Regions from separate parts of the Mus musculus genome. Here regions 1, 2 and 4 are each linked to region 3. Evidence: chromatin contacts called from public HiCAR-type and promoter capture Hi-C data. All regions are on one chromosome and are shown on one strand. Each heading gives the region's core, a stretch centred on a gene start, on an enhancer-like site or on the middle of the called end of the contact. The rest is flanking DNA. Distances are from core to core; before and after follow the strand shown.

Region 1 (2,789 bases), core at 261-2,760, 2.6 Mb before region 3:
GGGCCACATTGACTTCGGAACTCTCCCTCTAAGCTCCCCCTGCCACCACCCTGGTATATTAGGTATAGCATTGCTGAGGCTTGCACTGATGAAAAAACTTGAGTAGCCACTGGGGCAGAATGGTCTTCTAGGACTTTGCAGTACTTAATAAAAGGCACCACACACAGTTGGTAGTAACATGCATGCACAGGAAAGAACTAATGGAATGATACAGCAGTTGCTATAATATAATCAATATAATCAATATAACCAATAGGCACACAATGGCTCAGCAGTCAAGAGCACTGGCTGCTCTTGCAGAAGACCTGAGAGTGGTGCCTCATAGCTCTCTGTTATTCCAGTTCCAGGGATCCAACGTCTCTTTTGGTCTTGGATGCCACCAGGAAAACATGTGACACAGAGACATTCATGCAGGCAAACACACGTACACATAAAAATAAATATTTAATTTCTATATATGCATGCATATTTGCATAAAATACGTTCATGTATTTAGATTTAACAAGTTAGTGTTTAAAACTATTTCAGTGCAGTCGGACCCTTCCAACAAAACAAGCCGGTTGTTTCATAACACACCACAACTTTTGATGAAAACAAAATACACATTGTTTATTGCATTAATGTATTTGTGGAAGAGGGGTGTGTGTGCCAGGGCACATGTGTAGAGGACAGCTTGCTGGAGCCCGGTCTCTTTGGGACAGAGGGATGGAACTCACGTTGTAAGGCTTGATGGCACCTCCTTCACCCTCCGAGCAAGAGGTGGTTTATTTCAGCAACTGCACGAGTATTCTCATTTGTAAAGAAGACCCAGAGCTTAAACGGTCTGAGTGTAAACTTCATGATTGTGTGTGAATTCCTGGTCACAAAGTCCCTCCAGGCACCTCCACCAAATCCCCAGGCAGGGTGGTAAGGGGGGAGGGGGCATCTGAAAATGCTTAGGAAAGACAATCTGGGAAGAAAAATCTCAATTGAGAAGATGCCTCCATAAGAATGGCTTACAGGCATGTGTATGGGGCATTTTCTTCATTGATAGAAGACCCAGATCACCGTGAGCATCCTGCCCTTGATCCTGAGTTCTCTTAAGAAAGCAGACCGAGCAAGCCCGTAAGCCACGTTCCTCCAAGGTCTTTGCTTCCGTTCCTGCCTCCAGCCAGGTTCATGCCTTCTGCCCTGGCTTCCCTGGATGATGGGTCTACAACCTGTTAGTTTTGGTCTGGTACTCTCACAGCAATAGAAAGCAAACTAGTCAAACCCCTAAGCCAGTAGAACCCTGTGCACCAAGCAGCTACTGGGCAGTACAGGCTGTGGTGGTGGGCTCTCACGCTGTGGTCCTTGACCCCAAAACTCGTGACATCTGCTTTTCTTTACAGTAGAGAAATTGTTTACCCAAGCAGAGCGTCCTACAGGAGATGTGCCGAAGGCAGTTAGACAGTTCTCCAGGGAGATCAGCCCCGCCCTTTAGGACACGCCCCGGCCAGACCCGTGCCACGCCCCCAACGGACCCTCCCCCAGAGCTGCACCCTATCCAGAGCCCTCACCACAGGACACGCCCCGCCCAAAAGCAAGCCACACCCCTCCGAGAGTCCGAGCCTCGCCTCAGGGAGCCTGACCCTTTCAGCCTTCCAAAGCCCAGCCTCTCCTCCTTAGCAACCGACAGGACTCTTTCACCTTAGCAACTACTACAGCTTCCACCATGGCTGAAGAGGAAGTTCCTGCGACCACCGAAAAAGTTCTGAAGATACAGAGGGTATTCATAAACCATCTGGACACCTATAGCAGCGGAAACATAGGAAAGGTGAGCGGTGACCCGAGCCAAACTGGCCCTCAACCCTCAGTGTGTGTCCCTGATCTATCTCCACAGCAAAGGCCTGCATCACTGGCTGTTAGGAGCCTCCCCGGGGGAAGAAGATTCCAATCCTAGCACATCAGTGCCTCCAGGACCTGTCCCTAAGCAGGCTTGACCCATGTTCCTTCCTAATAACGCAGGTGTTTTGGCTATGGTGAAAATGAGGCTCAAGAGAGGAAAGGGCTTGCACAAATCATAGGTATTATGGGCGGGACCTGGAGCACACAACGCGTAAGTCCCGCCATTATGTCATCCAGGAAACATCCATCTAGCGTTTTTAAGCATCTGTTTTGTGCTAGGCACAATTTCTGACCAGGTCCCATTAAGCTTCCTTACTTCCAGGAAAGTTATGGAGATGACTTAGCAGGAGACCTTACTTGAGACACAAGTGTGAGGACCTGAGGTCTGACCCCCATCATCTATGGAGAAAGTGAGCAAGTAGTATTCTACCTCTAGCGTAAACACACACACACACACTCACACACACACACACACACACACACACACACACATGATCCCAAGAGAGAACCTAGGAGCTGTCATTCTAAATTGTTCATCCAAAGACAGTCATGTTTTAGGGGCTGGAGACCCAGGTTCAATTCCCAGCACTCATATGGCAGTCCAGATTGTCTGTAACTCCAGTCCAAGATGATCTGATGCCTCTTTTTTGGCTTCTGGCGGCACACTGCATGCACATGGCACACACACACACACACACACGCCCTCACAAACACACACACATGCACATAAAATAAAAATAAATCTTAGCACACACCTGCAGAGGCCCTGCCATTGAGGACTCTGGATCCGTTGGGTTGAGGAATCTGCCAGCTTGTGGGAAGTCAAAGGTAATGAGGTACCCTCACCCTCGCTGCACTGCTAATTAAGTAGCAGAGGGGATTAGAACTCAGGCTTCCTGCCTCCCAAGATGGTTAAAAATGAG
Region 2 (3,047 bases), core at 3-2,502, 2.5 Mb before region 3:
GATGGGGAGGGAGCTTTAGGAGTGAAAGGAAGCCCTAAGTGCAGGGGACCTCCAAAAGCTTCTTTCTTTTTTTTTTTTTTTTTTTTTTTGGTTTTTCGAGACAGGGTTTCTCTGTGTAGCCCTGGCTGTCCTGGCACTCACTTTGTAGACCAGGCTGGCCTCGAACTCAGAAATCCGCCTGCCTCTGCCTCCCGAGTGCTGGGATTAAAGGCGTGCGCCACCACGCCCGGCCAAAAGCTTCTTTCAAGAAGCTATGAGAAGGAAAAGGAATAGTTGGGCCTTTCTAATGATTACTCAGAACAGAATGGTGAGTGTACCCAGCCAAACCCCGTAAGAAGTGTGCCAGGGGCTGGAAATTTTAGGAAGGAAAAATACATTATCTTAAGATGAACCCAGCATACTAGGAATGGCTCCTTTTTCTGAGTATGGTCCAGTAACCCGAACTTCACCTGCCCAACTGCATTAACTCTTCAGCACAGAGACAAGGTCATAGTCACACCCAGAAGTATATTCCAATCTATCACATAAAATTGGTAGTGGTGTTTCACACCTGTAATGTCAACACTCAGGAGGTGGAGGCAGGAGGATCAGAAACTAAGGGCTAGTAGCTTCATGGGAGCCTGTCTTATAAAACAAACAAGAACAACAACAACAACAACAACAAAAAACCCGCCAAAACCCCAAAGGTTACTGTCAATTTTATTAAATTATTGCCTTGGTCCGGAATCCCCTGCCCTGCACATTTGGCATGAGAAGCACAGGTCTGGGCAACACAGATGCAGAGGGTCATCGTCAGGGGAGGGGATCCACGGCCACACTTCTGGGACAGGCTCTGTACTGGGCTCTAACACATTTAAGTCCTCACTCACATCGATGTTTAAAAAGCAGTTCTCCCACGCAGCGGAGGTGCAACTGGCACCGAACAGCTCTCGGTTCCAGGCATCCCCCGCGCTTGGGCTGCCCCGCACGTGGCGCCCGCTTGGGCCGCGCCCCCTTCTCATCGCTGCCACGGCTGCGTCACTCTCATTCGCCAGGACGGCGTCGCCAAGCGAATGAACTACAGCCTCTCGCTCGGAGCCTCCCGCACCCATCCCACGCTCTACCACGAAAGCGTGAGATCACCGGGGGGGGGGGGGGGGGGGGGGAGGGGGAGAAGCGCCGCTTCACGCCGAGAACTACATTTCCCGTCAGGTCTTGCGGCGTCGCGCAGCGCGCGCGCAGGCGCGCGCTCGGTGTGCGTGGCGGCGTCAGCGGTTCTAGAACGTTGCTGTGGTAGCGCTCGGGCGCCATGTTAGGACGAAGGGGAAGGAGGAGAAGCGCTTAAAGCGGCGGGGCACGGGTGCAGGACTGGGTTGGCCCCGGGGCTGAGGTAGGCTGCCGTCCTTCCCGCCTCGGTGGATCATGCCCAGGACGGCAGCGGTCGCGGGGGGGAAGTGACTGGGCGGTGCCGGCGCCGGAGACGATGCCGTTGTAAGTGATTGGCGTGCTGAGTGAGGCGCACGCCGGCCGGGCCCCGGGGGTGGCGGAGGGGGAGGGGAGGCGCACGGGCGCCCCGGGCCGCGGCTTCCGGCCCCTCGGGCGCGGGGCCCCCGCAGGATCCCCAAGCGGAACGGCGCCCGGCGCGGACTGGCGGGCCGCGGCTCCCGGGTTCCTTCCTGTCCCGGTTTCACCATGGCGCCGTCCAGCCCCCTAGTTCCCCACTTCCGCTTCCCTCGGAGCGGGTGAGGAACCGGGGCCGGGAGGGAGCAGGCCGCGCTGGCGGCCCGGGGGCAGCTTCCGGAACGGCGGGCTGCGGGGCGGCGCCGTCCCTGCTTTGTTGTGACTAGGCAACCTGGCTTCGGCGCGCTACCTGATCGCTCCCGCCCTTGGGTCACTTGTGTTGTGATTGCGAGTGTACGCTTTGAGCTAATTCACTTAGGCCTTCTAATGTCGCTAGGTCTACTTTACACACTTGACCGTGATTTTTCTTTACTTAATTTCCCCCCTCCCCCCTTTTCTCCTAAGAAAGATATTTGGAAACCGGTTGTTGGGATTCGAAAGTAGATGAGGGTTTTATGTTCCAACTAACCTATCTTGGCGAAAAGGCTTTAGGTCGTGCGACTGCTTTTCTTCCAAACAAGAGAGGCAGTTTTGGACGTAGCCTCAATGTGACAGATCTAGGGTTGTACTTACTAATTTAAAAATGGATTTCATGCGCTTTTCTTTCTCACACACTAGCTTGCTAGCTTTACTCGACCCTGATGTTTAGTCCAGAGACCTGTCAGCTGTATTTCTGTAGTGATAACATTTGTTGGGCTTAATTAACCACAAAGTTCCCTTTGACTCCTTATTCATGGAACAAGGGTAAAGGAGCACGAGAATAGAATCTATAAAGATGTTTGGTGTTTTTCAGTGGGGTTCAAGTAGATGTGAGTGAGTGAGGTGTTGTCACATGATGACCTTGTATTAGCTCATCCAGACTTTTTTCTGATACATCAGTGCTTAAAAAAAGATATGGTTGCACACTCTAAAGGGAAGGCTTCGGATTAGAAATGTTATCTTGTGTCTGGGAGTGAAGGTAGGAGGGAGAGTACAGGTTTCCTGCAGTTTTTATTTCAGTGCACTTCTGAAAGTGGAACGGTACAAGGAGGCTGCATGAGCACCGCACATGTCCAGGTCTATGCTTGAAGTTCTTCAGTCTATTTCCTTTAGGTTTAAAAAAATGGAGCCAAGACAGATGGACATGCACATGACCCCTTTTTTTTGTGTGTTTCATGGGATTTGAACTCTATAGCCAGTTTCTTACAAGCTGTTCTATCTCCATCCAGAGTGTACTGGGACTTTTAATCCAGGGAAACCCAAGACTGCCTGGCTGAGGAGGACAGGCCTGCCTTCCTCCTCATTACTTTGTTTCTTGAGGGCTCTGTCCCTGAGCTCACCTCTCCATGGGACGCCTTGTTCTTCTGTGTGCCAGCATCACTTGCCATGATTTTTACTTTTGATCTTTTGAATTGAGATTTCCTGGATAGTTTGTGTTTGGTATCCAGTGTGGGTTTTGGTGTGCCTGT
Region 3 (2,861 bases), core at 118-2,617:
CGAACTTTTGATCCTTTCTCCTGTGAGCACCACGATGCCCCACGGTCTTTGCTGTCTACTCTCTTTAACTCGCCTAAAAGCACGCAAGAAGTCTACACCCTCCTCGCAGTCTCATGCCTTCATCTCCTCTCAATTCAGGAGCTTTCACAAATGGCTAAACTAAACTGGCTGACCTTCCTCTGCCCCCAAGCAGGGCCACGGGAGGTCCCTGTTGCGCACATGCGACTGCCGCTCGCTACCACACGGGGGCGCGGTGGCAAGCCACATCCCCCTAATGCCACTCAGAGGCCAGTCCCCGGTTGGATGCTTGGCTTCCCGTCTTGTTCAGGCTGAGGTGGCCTCTCCAGACCGAAATCAAGCACAGCTCCTAAAGCTCTCCCCGTCACCTGCAGCTCACGGATCCCTGATATGTCCCTCCCGGGGGCTGGTCCTGTATACCCGGAAATGTAGGCACACGGTCCACACTTTTTTCCTGTTTTTCTGTCTTCAGACCCCTCCAGGACCTAACCAAGGTCTCGGAGTAGTCAGAAACCGACCTTCTCTCGAGGTCTTCAGAGCCCCCACTCCCCAATCCCGAGGCTCTTTATCTAGTCAAGGAGAGCGCACATCTGGCCCTCCCATCCACTGCAGGCCTATCTGAGCGTCCCCCACGGGAACTGAAACTCGGAAGTGAGGAGCACTTTGCGCTTCCACCGGGTGAGAAGGCGGAGCACAGCCCAGCACATTCCTATGGACCATCACCCATACTCAGGATTATGGTTTTCCCGGGCCCAGGAACTCCTGCATCCTGCTAGGATCTTGTCCTCCGCCTCCGGGCGGACGCTGGCACACAGCGGGCGCAAGGCTTGCACCGACCTGCAATGAAGGCGCAGCGCGAGGACATTTGGGATTGACTAACTTTGGGGCGCTAAGGTTTCAGGGAGATGTTTGAGAACAGTCAGCGCAAGACGGGGATTGGAGGGCTGGGAAAGGGTTTTCAGAAGGTTTGCACGAGAAAGGAAGAGGCCTGGCACTGCACGCGGAGAGACAGTTGGCGAGGCCAAAGGGGCGGAGCCAGCGGACGGGATTTGCGCCGCCGCCTGGGCAGCTTGCGCCCAGGAAGCGAGGTTGCCAGGACAACGCGTTCTGGGCGGGGCGACTTCGGGGTGGAGTCTGAGCTCAAGAGAGGGTAGAAGGGGCGTGGCCTCAAAGTCTGAGCCAAAAGCCAGGTTGTGATTGGTGAATACTTATCGCTCTGGGCGGGAACGGCGTGGCGGCTGGGGCTGGGCCTCAAAGAGGGCGTGGCCGTGCGGGGGCGGGTCCTGAGAGCTAGGGCTGGAGGCGGAGACGTGGTTGGCGGGTCCGCGTGCCCGGGGCGGGGTCGAGCCAGCGGGGGCGGAGCCGAGCGGCGGGGGCGGTGCTGGTGAGCGCGGGGCCTGGGGCCGAGGCGGCGCGCAGCGCTGACAGCTAGTCGGTCGCAGCCTCCGGCCCCCTCTGCACCGGCGCCGACCACGAGCCATGAGCCCCGGGCTGCTGCTGCTCGGCAGCGCCGTCCTGCTCGCCTTCGGCCTCTGCTGCACCTTCGTGCATCGCGCTCGCAGCCGCTATGAGCACATCCCCGGGCCGCCGCGGCCCAGGTGAGCGGGGGGTGGGGGCGGGGGCCTGGCTGGGGCTCTCGATCGCGGGGTCTGGGGACCGCGTCAGAGCCAGCGCCCAGGACGGGGGTCCAGCCTCGTCTTGTACGCACGGCCAGCCCGGAGACGCAGGCCCGGAGAGGGGCGCTAACTATTCTTAGTAACAAATTACTCACAGCCGCAGCAGCTGCTGGGCGCCCACCGCGCTTGGCTGGGCCGCACAAATGTGTCGGCAGCTACAGTCCTGTCAGGTAAGCGCTGCTGTTACCCCATCGTTCAGACCTGCAGACTGAGGCGCACGCGGGGAAGTCACCTGCCAAGGTCACACAGTTGGTAAGCCTAGATTTAAACCCAGGTTAGGCTGCTTTCGAAGTGGACGCTGCTAACTTTAGGACTTGGACAGGGCCAACCTGTCCAAATACTGAACACTGTACTCCCGTCACGTTTTTCTGTTTCTGTGTTTCTGTCCTGGGACATTCCATTTGTCCTCAGTATTTCCATTCCGTTTTTGGCCACTTTACCAATGGCTCCCATCAAAAGCTTACCTTTCTTTTCCTTTTCTTTCTTATTCCTTTTCTCACCCCCCCCCCTTTTTTTTTGGAGACAAGGTTTCTCTTCAAAACCCTGGATGTTCTGGAACTCACTATAGACCAGGCTGACCTCAAAACTCACAGAGAGATCTGCCTGTCTCTGCCTCCTGAGTGCTGGGATTAAAGGCCTGTGCCACTATACCTGGCAAGAGCTTTTTGAAGCTTAGAGTAGATGTGTAATGAAAGTGTCCCAAGGGCTTCCCATCACTTCAGAGTTGAAAAATCCCGTTTCACATGAACCATACCACACAGCTAGCAAGCTACTACTAAGTTCACAGGCAACTTAGTACCTGTCCCCTCTTGCCCCCTTTGCATACTACGGTTGCCCTAAGCCTGCCTGTCCCCTACATCTCTCCATTGGCTCTCCCCATTCACCTTCTCTGGCCTGTGAGTGGTATTTTCTTGTTCTCATATCAAACAGGCTGTCCCAATCCCTCTATGTGAAGCCTGCCCAGCCCCGGTAATTTTAAGGCTACCCCTGGAGTCACCTTTTTTCCCACCTGTTGATTGCCCCATGCTAAAATGTGAGCCCAAATAGGGCAGAGATGTTGGGTTTGCTTGTGTCATACCTCCAGGGCCTGGCATGTTGCACTTAATTGCTCAATAAATAAATATCTGTTGAATGAATAAATAAATAAGCAAAGGTATTAGACACATT
Region 4 (2,873 bases), core at 120-2,619, 2.1 Mb after region 3:
AAAACCAAGGGTTAAGATACATCGATTTTTCAGTGCCTTGGCCTGGGTACGTAGCTGAAGTCTCCAGCGTTTGTCTAGCAGGCTCAAAGCTTATGACGAAGGCACCTCCTAAATCATGAGTGAGCGCCTGAAGTCTCCTGCACTCGAAACAGTTCACTCCTACAGTCTTCCTTCTGAGTGCTCCCCCTTAGCATAGGATGTCAGACACTGACAACTCCAAAAACAGGACTGTATAAGTAGCGAATTAGCTTCTTCCCTCATAAAGAGCTACTAGAGAAGTGAGAGAATCAAGTGATCCCTGGTCTTCATGCAGTTTTCTCACAGGCTAACGACCACTGGTAATTAAAGAATAACAAAGACGCAGGGCTGCTCAGACGTAATGGGCTCGGAAAAAAAGCCTACACTGATCTGACTACCTCCCTGGTGGGCCGGGGCGATGGGTGGCAGTGTGCAGGTAGAGTCTCAGAGTGAGCAGCTGATGGGCTCGGCCTAGGTGGATCCAATCCCTAAGACGTAAGGTGGGCGGTGCCTACATTGGGGAAGCCGGTTGCCTTGCGGGTGAGTCTGGAACAGAGAAATTTCGGCGTGCAGGACCACAGGGGAACTAGGCAGTCTACACTTGGACCGCCGTGGGCAGAGTCTGCTCTGGGGAGAGTTCCTTTGCTCGCGTGGGCGGGGACGAAAGGAGAGGCGTGGACTCTATAGGCGGGGCTGAGGCGAGCCCCGCCTCTGAGGCGTGCGGTGGGCGGAGCGTACCCCGGAGCCAGCAGCATTGCCTTCGTGGGCGGGGCCTAATGGCCCAAGGAAACCGCCGCTCGCGCGGTCCCGGGTCTCCTCCGCACTGCACGAGCGTCACCGCTACCAGGCTTATGGGGTAGAGTTTTTCGTGCCTGGAAGGCTACAGAATAGTCGCCATACATCTCACATGTGCATTCCCGCTCCTCACTGTCCTTTGCTCTCCTCCCCGTCCCGGCTCAGCGGCCGTGACTTTATCACCTCCGTTGTCCGCACACGCCTCCCTCTCCCCAGTAGCTCCCTCCCTGATGGCTCCACCAAAACCTTCACAGCCCGGCACACGAGCCGGTCCGCACCGAGGGGGTGGGGACAGGCCGCGCAGTGGGCGGGGCGACGCTGCGGAGCGTTAGGGCACGTGGGGCCGTGTCGGCCAATGGCGTGGCGTCGTTGAGGGCGGCGAGGCGGGGAGAGGGCAGCGTGGGGCCGGCGCGGGGCGGGGCCTGGGGCGGGGGCGGGGCCTGCCGGGAGAGGGGCGGAGAGACGCCGCCGCCGCTGCCGCCGCCGCCGCCGCCGCCGCGGCTGCCGCAGCCTCTGGGAGCCTGGAAAAGGGGAAGCGAGAGCGGACGAGCGACTCAGTCCCCGGGCGGCGGCTGCAGCGGCGGCGGCGGCGGCCGGGGCGGCGCGACGGCCGGGCCGGGGGCGCTTCTGCTGCTGCAGCGGCAGTGGCGGCGGGCGGAGGCAGGGGCGGCGGCGGCGGCCCGCACCAGCCATGCCGAATAAAAACAAGAAGGAGAAAGTGAGTCGGGGCCGGGGGCTCCGGGACCGGGTCTGGGGTCCCCGCGTCGGCGGGTAGGGGCGGGGCGGCAGGTCGTCCAGGCTCGCGGGCGGGCCCAGGGCGCTGGCAGGATTGCATGGAGCTGGGGAGGCCGCTCAGGCTCTGAGGTGGCGCTGAGGTGCCGCGGTCGCTCTGGGTGGCGGCTGATGCTCCGTGCAGTGCTCTGCGTGGCGGGGGCTGGGGTGCTGGAGCGTTCCGGACTCGCCCCAGAAACCCTCACTTGTGAGGTTTAAGGGTGGGAGGGGAGAAAGGGATGGGCCGAGAGCTGGGGTTACGTGTCCCTACCTGGAGTTTTCACCTCCCTCCCCCGCCCCCCAACACAGACATGAAGAGAAACGGAATTTGAAGGCTGCTGGTATTGTGAATATACTCAATATGATGTAGTTTGCTGCTGACATATTAAAGCCATCAGAAGCTCTCAGTGATATGTATCAATTTAGAAACTGCATTTGAGCTGATGCTTAGCGGTCCAAATATTGAGAACACTAATGGTTTTTTGTTGTTGTTTGTTTTTGTTTTTTTGTTTTTGTTTTGTGATGATTCCCAGGAACCACCAAAACCGGTGAAAAGTGGAAAAGGTCCAAAAGAAGGACAAGATACAGCAGAAACAGAGGTAACCTCTGGACAAGCTCATTGTTATTCTTGATCAGCCTTTAATCTAGGGTCTAACACGGAGGCTCTACAAACCAAAGTGTTTCTGAAGTCTTTTCTTATGAGTTACTTATCCCCCCCCCCACTCTTTTATTAAAGTGTGCACAGCGAAACTGACATTTTAAAAACAGTTTTGTGGCTTCTAACAGAGCTCAAGCCCTCCCAGTGAACTGGTCTTAAATGGAGTCTCTAGCTTTAGGGTCTGCCCCCTCGTTCCTTTTCTGTGTCTCTGGCTCTCTCAGTGACTTCCACGGTCCTTGCTTTCCTTGCTGCAGCCTCGAACTGGTGTCCTGGGCAAGCTTCTCTTCTGCTGATGTCTGGTCCTTTTCAACTAAGTGTGGATGTGTTTTGGTGGCTCTAATTTGGGTACTTTTTTTTTTTTTTTTAAACAGTCTTCTATTTCCTTTCCCACAAGCTCCTCCATCCTCTTTGGTGAATCCTGACTTTTCTTGCTTCCTGGCTTTGGCTTATTTCAAGAATATCTGGAATGATCCCTTGGGTCATTTGGTGGAATCTGTGATCCTTAATAGAGTTGTGCCCTTGGGGGATTTTCAGGGCAGGCCCCTTGACCCCCCTTTTTTGGCTTTGTTTTGTATCTCATTGTCTTGGAACTAGAGTGCCCAAGCGAAGAGGCTCAGGCTTTAATTTCAGG

The links. Promoter capture Hi-C pulls out the DNA fragments that hold promoters and counts their contacts. HiCAR-type assays count read pairs that join an accessible place to other places.
Region 1: a contact with region 3 is called in a HiCAR-type map of astrocytes, with 5 times the contacts expected there. The contact joins the promoter of Ak7 here to the promoter of Cyp46a1 in region 3. A contact is called at or near these places in 3 of 39 promoter capture datasets (cranial neural crest, hippocampal neurons and pre-B cells) and 1 of 115 datasets of contacts at active chromatin or transcription factors (astrocytes).
Region 2: a HiCAR-type map of astrocytes shows a contact between it and region 3, with 4 times the contacts expected there. The contact joins the promoter of Papola here to the promoter of Cyp46a1 in region 3. A contact is called at or near these places in 3 of 39 promoter capture datasets (cranial neural crest, liver and pre-B cells) and 4 of 115 datasets of contacts at active chromatin or transcription factors (astrocytes, large pre-B cells, thymic regulatory T cells and 1 more).
Region 4: a promoter capture Hi-C map of pre-B cells shows a contact between it and region 3, with 5 times the contacts expected there. The contact joins the promoter of Ppp2r5c here to the promoter of Cyp46a1 in region 3. A contact is called at or near these places in 1 of 39 promoter capture datasets (pre-B cells) and 1 of 115 datasets of contacts at active chromatin or transcription factors (astrocytes).

The regions. Positions count from the first base shown.
Region 1 is chr12:105,704,472-105,707,260 of GRCm38.p6, forward strand. Ak7 (adenylate kinase 7) reads left to right here and starts at 1,511. Exons shown (of 18, transcript NM_030187.1): 1 at 1,511-1,795. The coding sequence starts at 1,694.
Region 2 is chr12:105,783,445-105,786,491 of GRCm38.p6, forward strand. It overlaps Papola (poly (A) polymerase alpha), which reads left to right and starts at 1,253. Exons shown (of 22, transcript NM_011112.4): 1 at 1,253-1,470. The coding sequence starts at 1,463.
Region 3 is chr12:108,332,949-108,335,809 of GRCm38.p6, forward strand. Cyp46a1 (cytochrome P450, family 46, subfamily a, polypeptide 1) reads left to right here and starts at 1,368. Exons shown (of 15, transcript NM_010010.2): 1 at 1,368-1,616. The coding sequence starts at 1,498.
Region 4 is chr12:110,445,855-110,448,727 of GRCm38.p6, forward strand. Ppp2r5c (protein phosphatase 2, regulatory subunit B', gamma) reads left to right here and starts at 1,370. Exons shown (of 16, transcript NM_001373949.1): 1 at 1,370-1,531; 2 at 2,118-2,183. The coding sequence starts at 1,505.